Linked DNA regions of Ovis aries: region 2 is linked to region 1. The links are chromatin contacts, called in public Hi-C maps. All regions are on one chromosome and are shown on one strand. Each heading gives the region's core, a stretch centred on a gene start, on an enhancer-like site or on the middle of the called end of the contact. The rest is flanking DNA. Distances are from core to core; before and after follow the strand shown.

Region 1 (3,921 bases), core at 828-3,327:
GCTGTGGAGCACAGGCTCAGTAGTTGTGGCCCACGGGCTTAATCGCCCCTCGGCATGTGGGATCTTCCCGGATCGGGGGTCAAATTCATGTCTCCTGCAACGGCAGGGAGATTCTTTACCACTGAGCCACCAGGGGAGCCCCCCTTTCGCTTTGATGAAGTGTTGACTGAAGAAATGAATCCCATGCTAAAGTTATAGAGAGCTCTCATATGTATCCTCATCTGCTGAAAATTACTATTCTAGGCCTGACTTTATATAGTTACAATTTTATATAGTCCTTTTTTTCTCTATTTTTCAACCTTGGCCAGTTATCTGTGTCTTGTTGAAACCTATCATCTGTATACTTTAAACATTTGCATTTTCATTTCATATAAATTATATCTCAATAAAGTTTATTTTTAAAACTAAAACAGGCAATTCCCTGGTGGCCCAGTGGTTAGGATTCTGGGCTTTCACTGCTATGGCCCAGCTTCAATCCCTGGTCTGGGAACTGATATCCCACAAGCCACATGGCATGACCAAAACTACCAGTTCAGTTCAGTTGCTCAGTCGTGTCCAGCTCTTTGCGACCCCATAAACCGCAGCACGCCAGGCCTCCCTGTCCATCACCAACTCCCGAAGTTTACCCACACTCATGTCCATCGAGTCGGTGATGCCATCCAGCCATCTCATCCCCTGTCGTCCCCTTCTCCTCCTACCCCCGATCCCTCCCAGCATCAGGGTCTTTTCCAACGAGTCAACTCTTCACATGAGGTGGCCAAAGTACTGGAGTTTCAGCCTCAGCATCAGTCCTTCAAATGAACACCCAGGACTGGTCTCCTTTAGGATGCACCACGCGCCCCTAGAAAAAAAAAACTGGAAAAATTCTGTCTCTTGCATCAGTGTATATACCCTCCATGCATGAAGCTCCAATACTTTGGCCGCCTGACACAAAGAGCCACCTCATTGGAAAAGACCCTGATGTGGGGAAAGATTGAAAACAAAAGGAGAAGAGGGGAGCAGAGGACAAGATGGTTATATATCTGACTCGGTGGACGTGAATCACTGACTCAATGGACATGAATTTGAGCAGACTCCAGGAGAGAGCGGAGGACACCAGAGCCTGGCATGCTACAGTCCATGGGGTCGCAAAGAGTCGGACATGACTTAGTGACTGAACAACAGCGATAGGTTACAGACTAATAAAAGCAACACCCATATGCCCAACCTTTCAGCGTAGGGGGGAAACGGTGCGTCGTTGCTTTGAAGCCCCCTGCCTGCTTCCCTGTGTTGATCAGTTTCTTTTCTTCCTAGCTTTGCCACACATGCAATATAGTCAATATAGTCTCGGCTGCCTCTGAGCTTTATATAAATAGAATCATACTGAACGTATGCTCCTGTGACTTGCTGTTTCTGCTCATTATTTATAACATTCACCTATGCTTGTGTGCATGGTGGTTATTAACTTTTACTGCAGAATAGTGGGGCTTCCCTGGTGCCTCGAATGGCAAAGAATCTGCAACACAGGAGACCTGGGTTTGACCCCAGCATCAGGAAGATCCCCTGGAAAAGGAAATGGCAACCCACTTCAGTATTCTTGCCTGGGAAATTCCATGGACACAAAAGCCTGGAGGCCAATAGTCCGTGGGGTGGGTCACAGTCGGACACTACTGAGCGACTACCACTGTCACTGAAGAGTGTTACTTTCTAGAATCCGCCGTTCTCTTGAGTGCATATGGGCTCTTTGCTGTCTGGGGCTTTTCTGAACATTGCTGCTCTGAATATTTTTGGTTTTGTATTGGCAAGGGATCATGCTGGGATGGAACTACTGGGTTGTGAGGTATGGGCACGTTCAACTCAACTAGTTAATGCCAGCTGTTTCCCAAGTGGCTTATACTGACTTACCTTTCCACAAGCAGGCTAAGAATTCTTTTTTCTCCGCATCCTTGCTGACATCTACTGATCACATTCTAAAACGCTTCTGTCCACTTGGGTCTTTATAATAACAGCCAACACTTAATGCTCACTTCAGCTGTGGCAGGCCCTGTTCTGAGCACTCTGTGTGCCTGATCTCATCTTATCCTCGCGAGAGCCCTAGCTGTTATGAATGTGTTATTTGCGAACAAGAGAGCAAGTCTTTGTCTTTCCCCTCTGCCTCCCCTTCTGTCTGAGCCTGGTGGCCACTCTCTGTGGCCATTTCGCATGTTCCTTCTCCCGTCCTGGGCAGGGCTGGGTCCCAGCACGGCCTTAGTCCTACCCAGAGCCTCTCCTCCTCAGGCTGTTACTCCCTGTCGGTCCGCCTCAGCCGCCCTGCCTCCTGGGACCGGATCAGACACTACAGGATCCAGCGCCTTGACAATGGTTGGCTGTACATCTCACCACGCCTCACCTTCCCCTCGCTCCTGGCCCTGGTGGACCATTACTCCGGTACGGCTGCCCCCCACCTCCTATGAGAGTAGATGGGGATTTGGGCTTTGGGGGCAGTCAGTCATCTCTTGGACACTTTACCTGCTGGAGAATATCCAGACAGAAGAGGGACCGCCCCTTTCTCCATGCCAGTCCCTGTGCCAAATAACGCAGCCTGGGAGCCCCGGCTTCACCTCACACCAGCAGACCCACTCAGATGTCCTGTGGGCGTGTGGGCCAGAACCTCACCCAGCACTGTGGTTTTGAGTCAAGGTCCTCCACGGCTGGCACGGTTCTCTCCGCAGGAATTAGGCCCACAGCTGTTGTTACTGTGGAATTTAGTCAGTTTGTAGCATCTTCTGGTGCCTGTCCTATAACAGCACAGTGTCAGAGGCAGAGAGGAAAGACCACTGCTGAGAAAACTGATCAGGGAGTTTCTGGACAGCTGTTCCAGGCAGCAGATACCAACCGAACAAGTGGAGACTGATCACTCTTTAGCCTTCTTCTTTCCAAAGCACTTTCCTAATCAGAAAACTCGGGCTCAAAGAGGTCCCTCAACTGACCCAAAAATCACACAGCAAATTAAGTCTCCCTAGTTAGCCCGGAATCTTTGACTGCATCTCAGCTTCCAGATGAACAGTTTGGGGCTCCCAGTCCCACTAGCTAAGTGTGGAAGGCTGTCAGGGTGAGGGTGGCTGGCTGGCGAGGGAAGCAGGGCTGGAGTCAGCCAGGTCAAAGGTCTAGGTCTCTTCTCAGAGCTGGCGGATGACATCTGCTGCCTCCTCAAGGAGCCCTGTGCCCTGCGGAGGGCTGGCCCACTCCCTGGCAAGGCCATACCCCCACCTGTGACTGTGCAGGCGACACCACTCAACTGGAAAGAGCTGGACAGGTGAGGGGGTCCTGGAATGGGAAGTGGAACAAAGAGTTAGAAGGACCCACCCCTGGGAACCTGGACTGGGGGCGTCACCTTCAGGGACACCTGGGAGCCACTAAGCATCCTCTGAACTCAGAGGCCAGCCCAGGCTCAGCGGGTCTGCTGGGGGGACCAACAGGGATGCCAAAGCGGGCACGGATACTGGGCATGCCTGGACACCAAGGTGGCCAGGGTGGAAGGGCAGACATATGGGATACCACAGAGTACCAGCCCTGAGTGAGGTCAAGCAGGGGTCTGATCTGACAGGGAATAGGAAACCAGGGGGTTTTCAGCAGGTTGAGAGCAGGGACTGTGTGGCAGGGGCGGGGAGGAGGCTGAAGCTCCCGACCCAGCTCTGTCCCTTCTCCACAGCTCCCTCCTGTTCTCTGAAGCATCTGCCACAGGGGAGGCATCCCTCCTCAGTGAGGGGCTCCGGGAGGCCCTGAACTCCTACATCAGCCTGACTGAGGACACCTCCTTGGACGAGGCCAAGGCCGAAAGCAGACGGCGAAAGGGGAACCAAGGCTGCAGCACCTAGGGCCCCATCTCAGCTCATCCTGAGCGAGCACCCGAGGCAAGGCTGCACGGAGCGGGAGGGAGGGCTGGGACACAGAGGCACATCC
Region 2 (3,921 bases), core at 661-3,160, 87 kb before region 1:
TCTCCTAGGCCTCTTGAGTTTCAAAGAGCAATGCGGAAAGAAAAGAAAAGCAACCAGGAAACAATCGTTCAGTGATAGAGTCCTTGTTCCTCCTTAAGGGATATACAGAACCATCTGAGTTGCTATAAAGAAACTAAGACCTACCCCCTACCCCAGCCCCACCCAGGTGGAAGATGGTGATTGCATGAGGACAGCAGTATACCCCAGACTGATTGGAACCACAAAGTTGAAACATCACTCTGTTACCTTACCACCAATCAATCAGAAGAAAGTTATGCATCCTGTATCCCTCACCCCCAAATTTGCCTTTAAAATTCCTTCCCTGAAAGCCATGGGGGAGTTTGGGTCTTTTGAGCCCAGGTTGATTGATCCTTGCTTAGCCCTGTAATCAATGTTTCTCTGCTCCAAAGTCCAACATTTTGGTTTGTTTGGCCTCACTGACAGTGGGACACATGAACTTCAGTTTAACAATAGATTCAGTGTTTTCTGGGGCAACACATCAATCAAAATATGTATTTTGTTTGTGTCTTTCATAAATTTAATGCCTTTTCATTAAAAAAAGTTTATATTGAAGTATAGTTTATTACTATAAAAGCAAAGCCATCATTTTGCTGACAAAGGTCCGTATAGTCCAAGCTACAGTTTTTCCAGTAGTCATGTATGGATGTGAGAGTTGGACCATGAAGAAGGCTGAGCGTGGAATAACTGATACCTTGGAATTGTGGTGCTGGAGAAGACTTTTGAGAGTCCCTTGGACTGCAAGGAGATCCAACCAGTCAATCCTAAGGGAAATCAACCCTGAATATTCACTGGAAGGACTGGTGTTGAAGCTGATGCTCTAGTACTCTGGCCACCTGATGTGAAGAGTCGACTCACTGGGAAAGATCCTGATCCTGGGAAAGAGAGAAGGCAAAAGAAGAGGGTGGCAGAGAATGAGATGGCTAGATATTATCGCTGACTCAATGGATGTGAATCTGAGCAAACCCCATAAGATAGTGAAGGACAGGGAAACATGGTGTGCTGCAGCCCATGGGGTTACAAGAGTTGTAGAGACTTAGGAACTGAACAACAAGGAATAGTTTATTAAGGCTGTGATAGTTTCAGGTGTATTTCATTCTTAACTAAGCACCTTTTATGCACTGTGGCCCTAACTTAAGCAGTTTGAAGTGTGACCTAAAAGCACAATTTTTTTTTTCCTGCAATTTTACAGAAAATTCAATTTAAAAAAAAATTATTTAACTGCACCAGGTCTTGGTTGTAACACATGCAATCTAATTCACCAACCAGGGATCAAACTCAGGACCTTTGCATTGAGAGCTCAGAGTCTTAGCCACTGGACCACCAGGGAAGTCCCTGACAGAAAACTCATTCTTACCACAGAGCTTAGCAACCTCAGCATACCTGTTTTTTTCTTACTAATTTGAGAACTTTCACCCTTTGTGGCTTCTCTGGCTTCTCCACATCACTAGCAATACCACTTTTGGACTTTGGGGCCATTATCAAGCAAAGTAAGGGTTACTTGAAACAAACACTTCCGTATCCAGACAATCGATCTGATGACAGACTAGAAGACTAAAGGGGCAAGCAGCATATACCGCGTGGGTATGCTGGACAAAGGACTGATTCACTTCCCGTGTGGGAGGGAGCAAAACCAGAGATTTCAACACACTACTCAGAACAGCACAGCAAGTAAAAACGTATGAATTATTTATTTCCCATTCAATACTTTTAAGACTAGAGCTAGCCAAGGGAAGCTAAAACCACAAACAATAAGAGAAAATCATTGTATGCCGAAGATGGCGCCAACTCAACCACCACCTCCATAGTTCCCCAGCCGGGCAAGCACAGTGCGCATGCGCTGCCTGGCGTCCTCAGCGCGCCTGCGCGGGCGCAGAGCCTTCCCCGCCCCACTCCTGCCGCCGCCGCCGGTGCTGCGCTGACGGCGGTTGCCCGAGCTTCAGGTGAGTGTGAGCGCCTCAGCCTGGTTGGCTGTGGGCGCGCCGTGCTGCCTGTGGGGTCGTCGTTCCCTTTTCCTTCTCCTTCCCTGCCTCATCACCCCAGCGCGCCGGGGCTTGGGTGAGCGCTGCCAGCCTCCTGCAAGTGTTCGGGCGCCCTCCGCCCTCGTCGCCTGGGGACCCGGAGCAGCCCGGCCTCTTTCGGCCGCTACTCACCTGGGCGGCGGGGCTCACGGCGAACCCGCTGGCGACGGCGTGCAGGCGGCAGCGGCCGAGCCTCTGGGTGCCCAGCACCTCAGCCTCGGACCCTCCGCAGGCGCGACCCCCTTTCCCGCTTCTGCTCTGCAGTCGGCGGAGCTCGGTGGGCCTCGGTGTCGGACATTCGTCTGCTCCGTCTGCCCGGGAGCCGGGTAGGCGGGTGGGGAACCTGGAAGATGCGCCAAGAGCTCGCCTTGCACCCGTGGGGTCCTGGTGCGGTCAAGAGTACCCTCTGGCTGTACCCCGCGGCTACCATGAGAGGGAGCAGCTTCTTAACCCCTGGTTACAGATGAGGAAACTGAGGCACCGAGCGGTGAGGCTCCCTGCCCAAGGTCACGCGCCAGACCAGAGGCTGGAGTGGCTCTGGAACTCAGGGTCGGGGGCTCTCAAGCTAGTGCGGTTTTGTTCCTTTGGAAAAAATCTGAAATACACTCGCATCTCCGGAGATTCTTCAACGTCATAAAAGTAGGCTGCAAAAACGGCATTTTCTTGTTGATGAAGTACAGTTGAGGTGTTAACTGTAATAATGGTAATAGCATTGTTCTTAAGAGCTCACGTTCACCCAGCGCTTGCCAGTGTGCCAGGGATCTTCGTAAACATTTTAAGATTATCTCAGTACCTCAGCGCTTGCCATCAGATGCGTCCTCTTTCCTTTTCATGCAGCTTTTTTCCTGCAGAGCTGGCCTCTCTGTCAGGTAAACTGGGAACCTCCTGGTTTAGGAGCAGGGACGGTGGCTTACTGGCAAAACAGAGGTAAGCCTTGTCTTGGGTCCAGATTTTGCCCCCAAAGGATGTTATTACCCTTCCTTTTCTGGCTGCCAGGAGGTCAAGACTGATAGAGCTGGGCTGGTTGGATTTGGAGGTGAAAGAACAAATCTGGTGAGCACTCCCCTTATCCTGGGGCTTTCTGGCTCTATTCCAGTGCTGGGCTTGAACCTCTCATTTAACATGAAGTAAAAAGAGAAAGAGATCCTTGACAAAGTAGTGTAGAATATAAGAAGCTTAACCGATTTCAAGTTCCCAAAGGAACAGCTGTAAAAATATGGGAATGTTTCTTTCCCAATAAATAGCTCAAACTGTCTTTTTTTTCTCCCAGTCCTTAGCAAATTCTCCTGCGTACTTCAAAGTTCCATTAACTTACCACCTTTTCTGTGAAGCCTTCCTTGCTTGATTTTCCTAATTAGAATTACATACACACACATACATCTGTGCCTGTGCGCTTGTGTGTGTGTGCGTGTGTGTGTGTGTGTGTGTAGGTAGATAGGTAGGTAGGGTAGAGGATTCAGTCTTATTCTTAGAACTATTAGCCTGTTGAGGTCAGGGAGCATCTTTGCAGTCCCAAGTGCTTGGCTCACTGTAGGCCCTGGGAAAGAATCAGTGAATTTCCACAGTTCCTTTGTATTACTCAAAGAGTGATGTTTTCCTGCTGCCCTTCTGTTCCTTCATTCTGCCCTTCAATTTCTTTTTGCTGGCCTTCTCTTTAGATTCAACTTCTGGTCATTCAACAACTGACCACTCAGAGGTCTCTAGTCCACCCTCTTGTGTCTGAAAATTTGCAGAAAAAGGTTCTAAGTCAAGAAGCCTGTTTATCCCCAAGAGTGGAATTGGTATATGTCACTTAAGTGTACAGGGCAATTTTTATTTGCATTTTGCACGAAGGTAGCCTCAGGCTTATAGGTTTTTAGTCTGTCCCTGAATACATGTAGGA

Evidence for each region. Hi-C and Micro-C count contacts between places; a contact is called where the count stands out from the background.
Region 2: a Hi-C map of hypothalamus shows a contact between it and region 1, with 2.4 times the contacts expected there. The contact joins the promoter of NDRG3 here to the enhancer-like site in region 1. A contact is called at or near these places in 2 of 16 Hi-C or Micro-C datasets (hypothalamus and muscle).

The regions. Positions count from the first base shown.
Region 1 is chr13:65,697,262-65,701,182 of ARS-UI_Ramb_v3.0, reverse strand. SLA2 (Src like adaptor 2) reads left to right here. Exons shown (of 8, transcript XM_012189153.4): 6 at 2,257-2,406; 7 at 3,142-3,274; 8 at 3,671-3,921. The coding sequence ends at 3,836. Among named protein-coding and RNA genes, the nearest start is that of RAB5IF, 10 kb to the right of the region's middle. Within about 2 kb of position 2,077, at least 10 of the 54 cell types and tissues checked have an H3K27ac peak or open chromatin away from gene starts, as enhancers often do. A contact at or near this core is called in hypothalamus, where this site is marked.
Region 2 is chr13:65,784,539-65,788,459 of ARS-UI_Ramb_v3.0, reverse strand. NDRG3 (NDRG family member 3) reads left to right here and starts at 1,910. Exons shown (of 14, transcript XM_060397786.1): 1 at 1,910-1,961.